Regions from separate parts of the Mus musculus genome. Here region 2 is linked to region 1. The links are chromatin contacts, called in public promoter capture Hi-C maps. All regions are on one chromosome and are shown on one strand. The core of a region is the stretch at or near the end of the contact, and the rest is flanking DNA. Distances in the headings are between cores, read along the strand shown.

Evidence for each region. Capture Hi-C pulls out chosen DNA fragments and counts their contacts.
Region 2: a contact with region 1 is called in a promoter capture Hi-C map of pancreatic islet. The contact joins two enhancer-like sites. A contact is called at or near these places in 1 of 484 Hi-C or Micro-C datasets (centroblasts), 7 of 115 datasets of contacts at active chromatin or transcription factors (bone marrow-derived macrophages, embryonic stem cells, extraembryonic endoderm stem cells and 3 more) and 3 of 9 other capture datasets (adipose tissue, liver and pancreatic islet).

The regions. Positions count from the first base shown.
Region 1 is chr2:165,853,272-165,856,463 of GRCm38.p6, reverse strand. All of the region lies in intron 2 of Zmynd8 (zinc finger, MYND-type containing 8), which reads left to right. Among named protein-coding and RNA genes, the nearest start is that of Gm11465, 27 kb to the left of the region's middle. Within about 2 kb of position 1,658, at least 77 of the 459 cell types and tissues checked have an H3K27ac peak or open chromatin away from gene starts, as enhancers often do. A contact at or near this core is called in pancreatic islet, where this site is marked.
Region 2 is chr2:165,967,596-165,970,384 of GRCm38.p6, reverse strand. No RefSeq gene overlaps it. Among named protein-coding and RNA genes, the nearest start is that of Platr29, 13 kb to the left of the region's middle. Within about 2 kb of position 1,299, at least 167 of the 459 cell types and tissues checked have an H3K27ac peak or open chromatin away from gene starts, as enhancers often do. A contact at or near this core is called in pancreatic islet, where this site is marked.

The sequences.
Region 1 (3,192 bases), core at 409-2,908:
TCTGCTTTGGAACCACTCTACTTTCTGGGTTCGTATCCTGGCCCTAATTCTTGGTTATAGCTGTATCGTGTTGGAAATACATTTGAAGTAGTTTGAACAGGTCTTTGCTTATAGCTGCGTTATCTGAAGTGAACTGTCCCTTAAGTCAAAGGACACGCAGGAAGTGCTGAGCCTGATCATTTCTGATGGTTCCTAAGACACAGGCTCTGGAAGGATTACATCACACTCTTAGCTCTTAATACCCAGGAGGCCTCTTACTAACTTCAGGGAAATGTCACCAAGAGGAGAAGCTTCTGTTGCCTGCCCCAGTCCAGGCTGTGTTCCTGAGTCACTGTGCCATCTCCTCCACAAAGCAGGCCTGCTCCCTCACCCAAGTTAACACAGTCAGAGTCAGACTCATTTTGAGGGGGTGGATTGGAGGCAGGAAGTTGGTGAAGGGCCAGCAAATGGTGTCCTGCTAGTCCAGAGAAGGTGGAAGAGGAAAAAAAAAAGTACTTCTTGGATGCAAGGTGAACCATTCATTCCTCTGTGAGACAGCTGGTGGTGGCTGTTTGTCATCATCCCACATTTATACATGAGACGCGCTTAGCAATGTACCCTCCTCAGAATCAGATCATTAGAGAAGTAAAAGTCTGACTCAGCTTTCTGGAAGCGGTCCTTATGGTGATTTCATTACCATGACGACAGCTGGGTTTCTTCCCATCAGTGTACAGTACAGTCACCGGATGTTGGGTTCCTGATGGATCAGGGAGGTGTTTAAGCCACAGGGCCATAGGGCTCCCAGTGGGACAGGGAGGCGTTTAGGCAGTAGGGCTGACCTGCCCTTTAGTATTCTGAAAACGATAATTCCAGCCGCAGCTCCTAAGATGCTACCGGTGTTTAGCTTGGATACAGCAGTTAGACTTCCATAAGCTCTGGGGGCAGTCCTTGTGCTCGTAGCGGCAGATAGAGTTGAGGTGATCTGAGACAAGTTCTATGTAGCCCCCTGATGCTTTGTGCTATGTAGACCAAGGTAGTCTGGAACTCACAGAGGAAAGATTCAGACTGTCAAGGTCTAGGCTTGGCTCTGAGGCTGTACCGCTCTGGTCCACAGTGCCCCATCCCCTTCCTGATGGGCTGGTCCTTCGTGTCACCGTCCTTAGGGGTCTTACATAATGGAATTGAGTTTGAGAACCGAAGTACTTCCAAAGCCAGCTAAGAAATCTTGAGACAACCTAGAAACAGACCCTTGTCTCCCATGGGGGAATCTTCTCTAAACCTAACCACTAGCCTGGAGTTTGTAAGTACAGCAAATATTTGCCTGGTCAGTTCCTGGTTTGGACTGGCCAGAGTATTGTTTCTTTTGAGACGTGCTCATGTGAACCCCAGGCCACCTGCAGTTTGTTTGTTTGTTTTGGTTTTTTTCGAGACAGGGTTTCTCTGTATAGCCCTGGCTGTCCTGGAACTCACTTTGTAGACCAGGCTGGCCTTGAACTCAGAAATCCGCCTGTCTCTGCCTCCCAAGTGCTGGGATTAAAGGCGTGTGCCACCACCACCCTGCCAGGTCACCTGCAGTAAGTACTTAGGCTCTGACATGGGCAGAGTTGATGGGTTGTATTAGCTGCACGGAGAACAAACCCCCAGCTCCTTCCAGAGGCCTTGCGGCCCACAGCAGCCCAGCCCCCACTTTATCTGCCTGTGACATCACTCAGGGGCCCCGCCCTCCTTTACTCGTTATTGCCTTTTGCCTGCACCTGCTGCCTTTCATGCGCAATTGAGCCTTCTAAATCCCTTTCATTTCCCTTACTTTGATAAAGTCACACTGTCTGTAGTACACCAGGGTATATGCTGATATATAATCCCTTCTGCAGGCCCGCCTCCTGAGACGCCCACCTGCTCCCCCAGGAACCTGGCTGGACTTTGGGGTCCCCCCTGGAGTATTCCAGGTGTTTATATGCAGGATCGCATCCTTTTGGGGATGGGGCGTGTCGCCTCCTGGAGGCGCTAGACGTGTTGTTTTGTAACTGGACCCAGGCTGGAGATTGCCATACAGGAGTCCCTGGAGAGATACTGTCCCTCTTGGTGCTGGGGGATGGGACCGGGAGCCTTGTGCCTGCTGGGCAAGTGCTCTGCCACCAAATGGCACCCTCTGTATTACCTCATCACTCTTTCAGTGCGGGAGGGGTGGAGAGTGTGTGGCACTCTGTTAACTAGCCTGACCTGGAACTCACAGCAATCCATCTGCCTCAGCCTCCGAAGTGCTGGGGTTACAAGTGCCCGTGAATACAGATGTCTTTCTTACCCATGATTTGTGTGTTTGTGTGTGTGTATGTGTATGTGTGTGTGTGTGTGTGTGTGTGTGTGTGTGTGTGTGTGAGAGAGAGAGAGAGAGAGAGAGAGAGAGAGAGAGAGAGAGAGAGAGCGCCTGGATGTCAGTTATCTCCCCCTTGTTTGCCATGCATACAGCAGTCTACCTGGCCCATAAGCTTCCGGAGAGTCTCTTGTCCACCTCACATCTCGCTAAAGGAGTGCAGGGATTACAGATTCAGGCAACCATGGCTAACTTTACACGATGTCTGGGCTCGGGTCCTTTCGCTTGCACAGAAGCACATAACGGATCTATCCTTGAACTAACCACTACGTTCTTCATCTTGAGACAGGGTTTCACCGGCCCGGAATTCACTCTGTCAACCAAGCTGTTCGCAAAGTCATGGAGGTTTCTCTGTCTCTGTCTCTGTCTCCTGGCTATGTTCAGCCTTCTTCTTGATTTTTAAAATGTGTACAAGGGTTTTGCCTGTGTGTGTGTAGGTGCACCATGTGCGTGCAGAGGCTGGAAGGTGGCATTGGGTGCCCTGGAACTGGTGTTACAGATGGTTGTGAGCCACCATGTGATTGCTGTGAATTGAACCCAGGTCCCCTGGAAGAGCAGCCAGGGCTCTCAACCGCTGAGCCATCTCTGCAGTTTGCACTTAGCGTTCTTAGTGGCCAGAGAATGTTTTGTTGTATGGCTGCCACGCATTAAGCCACTCCTGTTTGTGGTCACTGAAGTTTGTGTCTAGTCATGGTGGTAAAGTGTCAAGTTGAAGCAGAGAGCACCTGCTGATACCCTCTAGGCTCCTGGTATCCTTTTCTGCTTCTCTCACTTCAGTTTCTCAGGGTGTGAGGTGCACCAGGGCATACCTTTGTCCCTAAGTTAATGAGCCCACCATCGGG
Region 2 (2,789 bases), core at 50-2,549, 110 kb before region 1:
TTTGGTGTACTGATCGTTCCAGAGAAGTGCTTGTGTTTTTGCTTTGTTGATTGGGTTTTGTTTGAGATGAGGTTTCGTGTATGTCAGGCGGCCCTCAAACTGCAGATACATCTGAGGGTGAGTTTGAACTTCTGATTCTCCTGCATGCCAGTAATGAGCCGAGCCACACCCGATTTCCCTGGGGCTGGGGCTTGAGCCCAGGGCTTCAAGCTTGCTAGGCAAGCTCTCTACAGACTCAAGTGAGGATCTGAGGCTCCGCTCTGTTTGTGTTGTTTAGCCTGAGATGAAGTCTCAGCCTGGAGTTACTCTGAACTCGATATCCCCGAGATTACGGATCAGCCGCCCACCGGAATTTCTGAGCTAAGCATGCGGGTACATTTCTCCTTAACGATGTTTCTGCTTCCTTGTGTTCTGTTATTCACGAGTGAACGGCGTGACATTTATACGATAGATATAAGTTGAGGGATATAAAGCTAGTTGCGTTCTAGGCCATCAAGATGGCACAGAGGGTGGACCTGTTTGCCAAGCAGCCTGACCACCTGAGTTTGATCTGAGAAGTCCCACAGTACAAAGAGGGGTCCGCATACCATGGCAGGAGCTTGCCTGCCCTGTCACCCATAGTAATAACAAATACAATTCAATTTTAAAGTTTCAAGAGTCATCGTTTCAGCACTCGGAAAGCTGAGGCAGGAGGCTTACTTGAAGGTCAGGAAAAGAAAAGGGAAAGTAGGCCTGGGGAAGTAGCTAGGTTAGGAGCCTATCAGCAACCACACCCTAGGACCGGGTGTGACCGAGAAAGCCAGCGTTCCTCGCTCCAGGGAGGCACGGGCGAGGTCAGGAATTCAGGGTATTCCTTAGTTACACAGCTAGTTTAAGGCCAGCCTTGTGACCCTAGCCCAAGGAAACAAAAAGAAGAAAGAAAGAAAGAAAGAAAGGAAGGAAGGAAGGAAGGAAGGAAGGAAGGAGAAAAGGAGATGGAGGAAAGGAGGGAGAGGGAAAAGGGAAAGAGAAAGTTAAAACCAGAGACCAGAGCTGGTGAGAAGCCCCAGAGATAAATAGAGATGCTCACTCACTCTCAATCTGAGATCCCTCCCTTGGACCTATAAAGTGTTGGGAAGACCTAATTCATGAATGTTAGTCCTTTGCCAGTTCCACTTACACACACACACACACACACACACACACACACACACAGGCAAATAGCTAATTGACTAAATAAATAGAAGCAACTGCCAGAGAGATAGAGAGATCCTGGGCGGGGAGGAAGCCAGGGAGAGAGTGCTTCCCTCCTGGAGTTCTAGCTAATAGCTGACATTCATTGCCTGCAGGCAGGTCACATGCTGCCCGTGACTAACCCTGGGGCTAAGGAAATGCTGTCCACTGATGACTCAACTAACCGGAAGCCAAGTTTGGGAGTGTTTGGTCAGTTTAGCTGTCCTCAAAGAACCATGGGTTGTGAGGCCCTATCCCCAGCATCACATACACACACTAGACACACACCAGACACACACTCACAAGCAACCCCCACAAAGACACCTCCACATACCCCCACACCCATACACACACCTCACATACCCCACAGATAGGAAACACACACACACACACAAACTACATACCCCATAGACATACAACACATACGCACCGGACACACAAACTCACACACATACAGCCCTCTCACACAAACCACACAGGCACCCGTATACTCCATACACACCCCCCACATTCATACAAACACACGAGACACACACCTCACATATCCCAGATAGCTCACACACAAGTTCACACACAAGCCAGATACACCACACATACAAACACACAATTACATACAAACCACACACCCCAAACACGCCACACACACACAATAATTTAGGAGTCGGAGTTTTGTTCTGTTCCATAAGTGGTGCTTGGACTGAGTACAGATAACATGAGCTTTGTCCTGGACGAGGAAACCATGTGACTTTTGGTGACTACAAGAAAAGGCATACGGTTGGTGGGCTTCCTGGTACAGCTTTCTTTAGCGCAGGGAAAGCCTGGCTTTCATTTCAACACTGTAAAAAAAGATACAGGAGCTGGGTGTGGTATTGCCTCCTTTAATCTCAGCACTAGGGAGGCAGAGGCAAGGGGATCTCTGGGACTTTAAGGCCAGCCTGATCTACATAAATTCTGGGAATACCTAGAGAGACTCTGTCTCAAAAAAAAAAAAAAAAAGTGGCTCTCAGCTGCTTGACCAATGAGACTCCAGGTGCTTGATAGGTCATCTTGGGAGAACTGGAGTGTCCCCCTCCTCCTCCCCCTCCCCCCTAGAGCCTTCTATCAGAGCCTTGCAGCAAGTAAAGCCCTCACTTCAGCCTTTACATAATAGGCATTTATCTCTTCCTCAAGTTGCCAGCCAGCCAGCAGCCAGTTGATTGACAGCCCTCCTCTGTCCCTGGGGGCCTCTTCGTTGTTGTTTGCTTTGAGTGGTGGCAGGGGAGGAGAGAGGAGGAGGCAGTAGGCCCCAGATTTCTGGCACACACACCAAAGGAGCTTTTGTTTAGCAGGGCAAGACACTGGGCAGTGTCTCCTTCCAGGATGCCACAGGCCTCCAAAGTCTCCAAACTCCCCGATACAAAAGGGCTTCTTTTGTTTTTTAATTAGCTAGTAACGGGGTCTCATGGTGCAGTACAGGCTGGCCTCCCAAATGCCCAAATGCTTTGAGTTCAGTTTTCCTTTTTTTTTTTTCTTTTAGTCAAAGTCTGTATACGGCCCAGGCTGGCCTTGATCTTACAAGGCTACTCCTGCTTCAGCCT